Regions from separate parts of the Ovis aries genome. Here region 1 is linked to region 2. The links are chromatin contacts, called in public Hi-C maps. All regions are on one chromosome and are shown on one strand. The core of a region is the stretch at or near the end of the contact, and the rest is flanking DNA. Distances in the headings are between cores, read along the strand shown. Region 1 overlaps PHTF1 (putative homeodomain transcription factor 1). Region 2 has its middle 72 kb from the start of LRIG2.

Region 1 (4,320 bases), core at 847-3,346, 460 kb after region 2:
AGCAACAGAGGGCAAACGTGGTGGTAGACATTACGAGATCTTATTTAATTTCTAGCTATATTAACTTATTTAAACACAGAAGAGTAAACGTCTGCTTAGCTTGTACAAATTTTCAGAATTCTTTTTTAAGGTCTAACTAAAGATGCTTATTGGAAGGTGGTTAACAGTTTTTAGCTCCATAAAACAGATCCGGGTTTTTCAGCCCCCAAAACTAGCATTCAGTAGCATCTATAAATAAAGGAACATTCTCAGAATAAAATCATTTTCTGGAGTATTTGAACGCTGTTCACCCTCAGTTCATCTTGTTATTGTGAAACACATCATGTTCAGGTCCCTCCCTCTCAGAATCTGACTGTGAAATTCTTTAATGTAACAACTGAAGCCCCTGTAGATAAGACATTCTTCCCGGAGTGAGATTTTTTGAAACCCCCTTTTCATCCAGAACTATATTTACCTACCTATTGTAACTACTTGAATAGAGACAAATTAGAAGGCTTGATACATGCTAAGAATTTAGTACCACAGAAATGATTTATTTTCCCTATAGTCCACAATTAGTGATAAAAATCCTATTTTTATTGTTAACTGTGACATAACTTTGGCGTCATCTGTTGTCAGTTTGATGTGGCTCTTTCCTCTCTAAGTAACCGGTCACTGTACTGATTCTGTACTGACTTAGCAATGTGGCCTTGGAATGCTAGGCAAAATATGGATGTACTGGTTGTAAATGTTTATATATTGTACAGTACCTTTATATATACACTTGAGGTTCTGATTAGAGAAAGAGATCTGTAAATCGCTCGTTATTTTTTATATAGATATTAAAAAAACAAAAATCAGTTCATGACTTGCATTTCTTTTTACTGTTTTTCTGCTTGTGGAGCTAATTCTCATCATGGTCTGAGTCCTCAGATTTTTATCCCTGTGAATAACAAATGTTCAAAGTCCTACAATCAGGCAGACTCTTACAATGATGACTTTACTTATCTATAAATACACTTAAAGTTTAGAATTAGTTTGAGTTGAATATCATTATACCTACTTCATACCTTTCATTGTAAGGAAAATAGTTTTGTGTAAATAATTTGTTACCCCGCCCCCAATCCTTTCTTACACTGTCAGGGAGAGAAAAGTACTTGTGTTATTAGAAATTATGAGACATTTCTAATGGATATAGCAATGTAAGTCCAGTTACCACAAACGCTATTTCATCAGGCTGTGTGGCATTTCACATGAGTTTTAAATCATTTTGTTTACCACAGGTTGTACTTACTTATACAGTGAAGTGTTTCGACTTGACTTCACTGAAATTCTTGATATGAATAATGCCTAAAACCTAGTTTAAGAACATGGTTAACTGAATACTCTTGAGGAGAAAAATCAATTCCTGAACCTACCATTGCATCAACTCATACTGAAAATAGACCCTAAACCTCTGGCTTCCAGGCTCCATCATGGAGATGTGTGTCTTGGCAAAGCCCACAGAGTGGCACCGAAACCATTTGCTGTTTTAGTGGACTGACCACAGCAGCACAGATGCTCTGGGGTGCCATCACACTGTCTTCCTAGAGAAGTCAGTAACAGCCTGTAACACTGTTGTCTTCTAACTCACATCAAATTTTTTGGACCAAGTAGCCTCTGCACAGACTCAACTCCTGTGTCCAAGACTTCTTAAATAGAAAAGCATGTGATTTTTTTATTTCTACATGAGCACATCTTGATCATTTCCTTTTTTAATAGTCAGATGTTTTCATGTAGAAAGTCAAATGCTTTTCAACATGGATTAATGAAGAGTTTCATGGTTACTGTGTCCAACATTCAAAAAGAATGGGGTTTTAAGAAAGCAAGGAATACCCAAATTAAACTGTGTGACAGTCTTAACTACTGACCTCCACAGAGATGTGCTTAGGCTGAAGTCTGGTCCAGAGTGAGCTCCGAGAACTAAGGAACACTGGTGTAAACAGACTTCAGTCACAAAATGTGATGATTCAGTTTGGCATGAAGAATTCATCAGAGCAACTTCTTACATCATCCTGGCATGCTCCAGTGCTGAGAACTGCTTGTACTTTTAAACAGTAACATATTTACTTATTTAGGCAGCTCTTTTATTTTTCATGCTATTAAGGTTTATGAGCAGTACAATGACTGGTTAATGCACAGCATAATTATGACATCAACTCTATAATCTTTGCTTCAGTTAACTGAATTAGTTTTAAGATATTCACTAACTTGGATATGTTTTCAATGTTTCAGTGCAAGTAGAACCTTAAGTGTAAGAGAGGAGTATGAAGGCTTATGAAGAGTAGAATTTATCTGCTAAAGAACTCTGAACCTTTCTCATATATACATTAAAACACAAAAGCATAGCCAAGTGCTTTAATTTAGCCTGAACCTATATTTTTCCAAAGAATCTTGTGGGTATTTGTCTATTATACAATGTTTGTATTAAAGCCAAGTGAACTATTAGTGAAAACACAAGTCAAGAGGCTTATTTTGTCCTTAATATAAAACAGTAATTGTTACCTTGAGTAATACCTTATTACAGCATATAGGCGCAGGATGTACTGCAGGAAAGGTATGGAATTATTGCACATTTGTGAAATTCAAACTTCACTATTCAAGATGCACACCAATAACTGCAAGAAGCAAAGGATTACTTTAAATGACCAAACTAGTCAATACCTGCATAGACAAGATTAAGCTTAACAAATTTTGTTGTTCAGTTATTCAGTCGTGTCCGACTCTCTGACCCCATGGACAGCAGCACACCAAGCCTCCCTGCCCCTCACCATCTCCTGGAGTTTACTTCTTGATAATGAATTTACTTCCTGATAATCCCAAGTCATACACTATATTTGGAGAATTAGACCCATTTGCCCCATTAGAGTGTGTACATCTAAGACATTTCTAAAATGAATCTTATTAATTTGAAAGTTGTTTGTGGAGTGCACAGGTTCGCTGACCTCTAGCCGCGTGCTTAGTCATTTTAGTCGTGACCAACCTTTTGTGACCCTATAGACTGTAGTCCACCAAGCTCCTCTGTCCATGGAATTTTCCAGATAAGAATACTGGAGTGGGTTTCCATGCCCTCCTCCAGGGGACTTTCCTGACCCAGGATCAAACCAACATCTCTTATGTCTCCTGCATTGGGAGGTGGGCTCTTTACCAGTAGCAGCACCTGGGAAGCCCCACCTCTAGATACAATGAACCAAAAACAGACCCGCCCATAACCTTTACTTTGTAGGACAGCCTGGTATTTAGAATTTTTCTACTTGTCTCTGAAAGTCAGGAAAACCATACCCCAATTAAGAAAGTATCTGGTTATTCAGCTTTTCAAGGTGGTTGTATTATACATGAAGCATAATGTGCAGATTTAGGGAGTTTGAAGTTACCCCTCCATGGCAATTTTAGGAGAGACTCTTTCCCAAAACAACAAACTATAAAAGTAAGTGAACAGGTATTTCTCTTATCCATCTACAGTTATTAATATTTCAATCAAATGTATGAATGGCATAATCTAGTTCTGTTTTTACATCTCAGTTTAATTTCTCAGTAACAGGTAAATGTTAAAGTATGATTCCTTTTGGTGGATCAAAAGTCCAAGTTTCTAGAAATTACCATATAGGAATTAATGAAGCACAAAGAGCACAACTCTTCCATCCTAACAGAAAAAAACGAACAAAAATTACATCTATTCATCCTACACATTTACATTATATACCTATTATGGGGTCAGGTACTCTCCTGCATTCTGGGGACCTAGGAGTGAAAAACAACAAAAAATCCCTGCCTTAAGGGACTTACACCGAATGGAGAAGGACAGAAACAAGGGGCAAAAGGTAAACAAAATAATCAGATTTTGATAAGTGCCATGAAGAATGGACAGAGCTGTATACCTGATAACAAGGGTAAGATGGGGAACTACTTTAACAAGAGAAGGTCCTGCTAAGGAACTGACAGCTGAGAAGCCATTTAGGGGAGAACTTAAGAAAGCATGTTCCAGGCACAGTCTGAAACAAGAAAGAACTCAGTGTACTGAAGGAACATAGGGAGTGTGCCTGTCAGACACTGAGGAGGTGAAGCTGGAAAGGGAGGCAGGCCTGAAATGAGGGGGCTTGGAGGCCAGTACAGGAAAGCCAGGAAGAGTTTAAGTAGGACTGATCAAGTCTCCATATTTCTAAGCTCATTCACATTAGAGAACCAACTGTAGGAGGCAAGAATGGGAAGGGAACATAGTAATCCAGGTGACCACGAAGAATACTTAGTCTATTAGCTATGAAAATACAGAATCGGCATGACCGGGTGGTAGATTAGATATGA
Region 2 (4,378 bases), core at 572-3,071:
ACTTGCATGGGATTTTATAGGGGGCAAAGAACCTGTCTCGCTTAAATGAAAGGAATGAAGTGGGAACCAACATCTAAAGAAGTCTTTTTGTTGGAGAAATATTGATCTTCCCAGAAAGTGGTTTGTATGAACTGACCTCCAGTGACCCTGAATGAGGGTCATCCTTGGTCTACAAATTCCACTTACTGTATAGTACTGATGACTGTAAGAATTCTTGCAACAATCTGTGGCAGACTGAATTGTTTTTCAGAACATTCTTTTCAGTACGTAATACATTGACTTCATGCCAAGAGAGATGCTGACCTTGGGAAAACTGGAAGCAGAACACTTGAGTTCGAATCTTGGCTACTTCACTTATAGGAAAATTATGCAGTTTCTTTTAGCCTCTGTTTCTTTCTCCAAAAGACAGCAATGATAACACTACTCATCTCAGGATCTCCCATCAAGATTGCTGTGAGCACTGAGTGAATTGTTGCTACCAGGAGAAGCAAACTAGCATGTGTGTGTGTTCAGTTGCTCAGTCTTGTCCAACTCTTTGTGACCCCATGACTGAAGCCCACCAGGCTCCTCTGTCCATGGAATTGTCCAGGCAAGAATACTGGAGTGGGTTGCCATTACCTCCTCCAGGGGATCTTCCTGACCCAGAGGACTGAACCCAAGTCTTTTGCATCTCCTGCATTGGTAGGCAGATTTTTTACCACTGTACCACCTGGGAATTCAGTTCATCCACCTTAGTTGAGAGTATAGGTGAAGGGAAATTTCAACTTCACTTTCTCTGGCTCCTTCAGCCAGTCAGCGGACTGCACTTTATCCATGACAAACAACTATAGCTTTTTAAAAATAGATTCAAAACATCATTCTAGTTTGCCTAAGGCTCCTCAGCGTTTACCCCATGTTTGAATTGTCCTTGGTGTGAAGAACGACCAGAAGCTTCTTGCAGGCAAAGATGCCCAGAAGCTCTGTGGGCATTCCATGGATACTAAACATAGTGCTATCTCCAAGCAGCATCAACTAGGACACTTTGATGGATAATGGGAGCTTGAATATTTTATGTATCTTGTTTTCCAATTATATTTGAGTTCAAAAAGCTTAGTAGTAGTAGGAAACTAAATTGCAGGTCTGGCAAAAGATTGAAGAGAAAAACCTAAAGTAAGAGTGTTTAAAAAAGGGATCCTTGCTCAGTTTGGGAGCTTTGGCTTACTTTTCTTGATACTCTACTACCATCTGGCTTGGATTTTCTTTAGAAAAAAAAAAAAAACTCTGTGCTGATTTTGAAGTATTGGCTTATCTTTGATGCCTCTGTAGATTCATCCAGCTACTTCTGAGTAAATGGCCCACGATAAATGTGTGTTCATGCTCAGCGTAGGGTAGCTGCTCCCAGAAATGTAAGCAGCATCAGCAAACTCTTCCTAAGAGGAGGGCTCATCTGCTGAAAAACTATTTTCCCAAGCTAGACAGAGAGTCTAAACTTTAGGGTAGGAGAGGAGGAGCAGATGGACTGGGGTCTAGGCTGCAGGGCAAACTGGAAGGTTTTCTTGGCCTGTTTGCTCTTCAGATCTAGAGTTTAGAGTATGAGATACAGTGACATTCTCACACTGGTCTCTAGTCATAGAGGAAACCCTGTCCCGTGAGAAGCTGAGACATTTTAGCCCTTGATTATCTCATCAGCAAGTGACAGGGGGCCTGGTGGAGGAATGATGGGGTCCTCTTGCCTGTCATCACTTGCCGTTTTCTTGCTTTTTAGTCCTTTGAACATTTCTTTTCCACCTCTTCCGGGCGGAGGCAAATGGTGAGAACCCACACAATCGTTTGAGCTAGAGCTGACCTCTAGGTGGCGCGTTAGCACAGAGAATGGTAGTAACTGGCGTCACCTAGGGCCTGTGTTTCTTGAAGATATTCATTATATAAGGGGATTCGTGGGAATCGGGCTTCATGGGATGCACAATAGCGGGGTGACCTGGCCTTTGTCACATTCAAGCTACGACCCAGAAGAGGTCGTTGGTGGAGCAATGCCGCAAAAGCACCTAGTCCCAGGCAACATCACACGGGTCTAAGTTCCTGCCGGGCAGAGCCCAGAGAAGCTCGGCCAGGTTGCAGGGTTTGAGTTCAGCCTGCTGGGACAGCGACTCAAGGGCTTCAGGTTTGGTCCCCTCACATCCAGGAGGCCTCACTCAGGTTTCCAGCCTCAAACTGAGCACTCTTGGTCAGCTGCCTGCCCAAGGTCTCCAGACATTGCAGACAGTTCCCGGGTTACAGCCCTTCCCTCCTCCCTGCACACCTCATTCTCACCCTCTGTTGTTTACCAAGCACTTTTCGCGGTGTGATCTCACTTGCTGCTTACTGACTCCCAGTGAGGAGGGGCAGGGTGCAGCCCTCCAGAGTGGGGCCTTCCCTGAGACCCCTTTCCCTGTCTGTCTCTGCCAGTAAATAAATCTTTGGGGGCCAACTACCGAATCCAACTTGGTGATTTCAAAGTTTAGCATGTGGTACTTCACACAGAGAGGTGCTCAAAATTGTTTACTGAATGAATATTTACAGTTGAAGAAACCAAATCAAGGGACAGTAGTAGAGTCCAGTGCAGAGAGCAGGGTTTCAGGCTCCTAGGACCAGCAACATTGCTGCACTACTAATTACATCACATGCTTTTCTAGTAAAAAATATAGGTTGCTTTTACAGGGACCCATGCAGATCTGTCTCCATGTCTGGCGTTAAAGAACATGAACACTATAATCTGGCTCAGGCCCTGGAGCCCCAGTCGACCATCTGTCAAGGGCACACCAGCAGATCTGAGTGAGTCTGGAGGAGTGACTGGCCTTTGTGTGTCCTTCCTTAGAAGCGTGAGGGCATGCTAGGCTCTCTGAGCTTCCCATCTATCAAAACCCTTCTGTCAGGAATTCCCTGGCAGTCCAATGGTTAGACCTCCACTCTCTTACTTCGGAGGGCCGAGATTCAATCCTTGGTTGGGGAACTAAGATTCTGTAAGTTGCACAGCGCAGCCAAAACAAACCAACAACAGCAAAACAAAACAAAAACCACCTATTTTTGGCTGTGTCAGGTCTTAGTTGAGGCACGTGGGGTCTTTGTTCTGTCATGAGAGATCTTCCATTGCGGCACATGGACCCTCTAGTTGTGGCCAACGTGTGGGCCTAGTTGCTCCATAGTATGTGGAATCTTAGTCCCCAGACCAGGGATTAAACCGGTGTCCCTTGCATTGCAAGATGAATTCTTTACTGGGAAACCAGGGAAGTCCCCAAAACTTCTATCTCTGACTGACAGAATATCTTTGGGTCAGAAACTCCATCCAGTTATTATCCACCCCATCCCACTCCAAACCTTCTTTGTTGTTTAAATGTACATATTTCAGGTAGTTTAGGACTCTGCAATGAGAGCTACATAAGTTCAAGTCCCGACTCCACCACTTTCTTCCTAGTTGCTGACCTTGGGCAAGTCACTCAACCTCTTGTGCCTCTATTTCTCATCTTTGGAGTGACGATAATGAGATAGTTAATTCAGAGCATTATTGTGGGGATTTAGAGAGTTAATATGTATAGAACAATTTACCAGTCCCAGGTAACAACTAAAGGCTAGAAAGTATTCTGCTGACCTCTCTCAGTTATATCCTGGATTTGAGACTGGTTTGTATTCACCCTGTGTTCACCTCGTCATGATTTTGTGGAATCCCTGGAATTCCTGCATTCTAGCTGCCAGGCTCTCAATTTGCTCCCACTCAGTTACAGCTCTTTTGAGATCTAAAGAAGAGAGAACGTAACTTGAAATGCACTTTTCTGCTGATCTACGCAGTGCTATTATCTTTGTCTTGACAGAGCCTCCCCTGGTGACTCCTGTTTGCAGTTCAAATGCTTTCCATAGCGGGGCTCACCGGATAGCACATAGTAGTTGTTTAATCAGCACTTTTGGCAGGAGGACAGGAAGGAAGAAACCATACAGAGGATAACATTAGTACCCAGCAGTTTATATGGACAAGGTCCCTATGGAGTTGACACTTGTCCCCTAAGACCTACTGACTAAGCATGAAAATCACCAAGGAAATGTGATCAGCTTGGAGGAGGAGGAGGGGGTGGAGGAGAGAGAAGAAACTGGAGCAGCCTGCTATCTGACCAGATATCCATGTTTCCAGTGATGATTTTTCCATTGGTTCAGGCCAAATTGAAAACCTTGCCGCTGCTCAGGGACATCAAAGGCATCTCCAATTGTTCTCTGCCCCAGAGATTCACCTTTTAGAGGTAGTTTATTATTTGTTTTGTAGCCTCTCTGGTGCTACTTTTAATGAGTAGAGACCAGCCAGCTCACGAGACATTTCTGTGGGTCTTGGCAGGAGGAGAGGGGAAGTAGACAATGCCCCAAGACAGTTCTTAGT

What was found. A called contact is a pair of places that touch in the nucleus more often than the background predicts.
Region 1: a contact with region 2 is called in a Hi-C map of muscle, with 8 times the contacts expected there. The contact joins two enhancer-like sites. A contact is called at or near these places in 8 of 16 Hi-C or Micro-C datasets (hypothalamus, mesenteric adipose tissue, mixed tissues and 5 more).

The regions. Positions count from the first base shown.
Region 1 is chr1:90,994,350-90,998,669 of ARS-UI_Ramb_v3.0, forward strand. It overlaps PHTF1 (putative homeodomain transcription factor 1), which reads right to left. Exons shown (of 20, transcript XM_060413037.1): 19 at 1-2,636. MAGI3 (membrane associated guanylate kinase, WW and PDZ domain containing 3) reads left to right here. Exons shown (of 21, transcript XM_060412922.1): 21 at 1-839. Among named protein-coding and RNA genes, the nearest start is that of PHTF1, 81 kb to the right of the region's middle. Within about 2 kb of position 2,097, at least 19 of the 54 cell types and tissues checked have an H3K27ac peak or open chromatin away from gene starts, as enhancers often do. A contact at or near this core is called in hypothalamus, where this site is marked.
Region 2 is chr1:90,534,935-90,539,312 of ARS-UI_Ramb_v3.0, forward strand. No RefSeq gene overlaps it. Among named protein-coding and RNA genes, the nearest start is that of LRIG2, 72 kb to the left of the region's middle. Within about 2 kb of position 1,822, at least 19 of the 54 cell types and tissues checked have an H3K27ac peak or open chromatin away from gene starts, as enhancers often do. A contact at or near this core is called in hypothalamus, where this site is marked.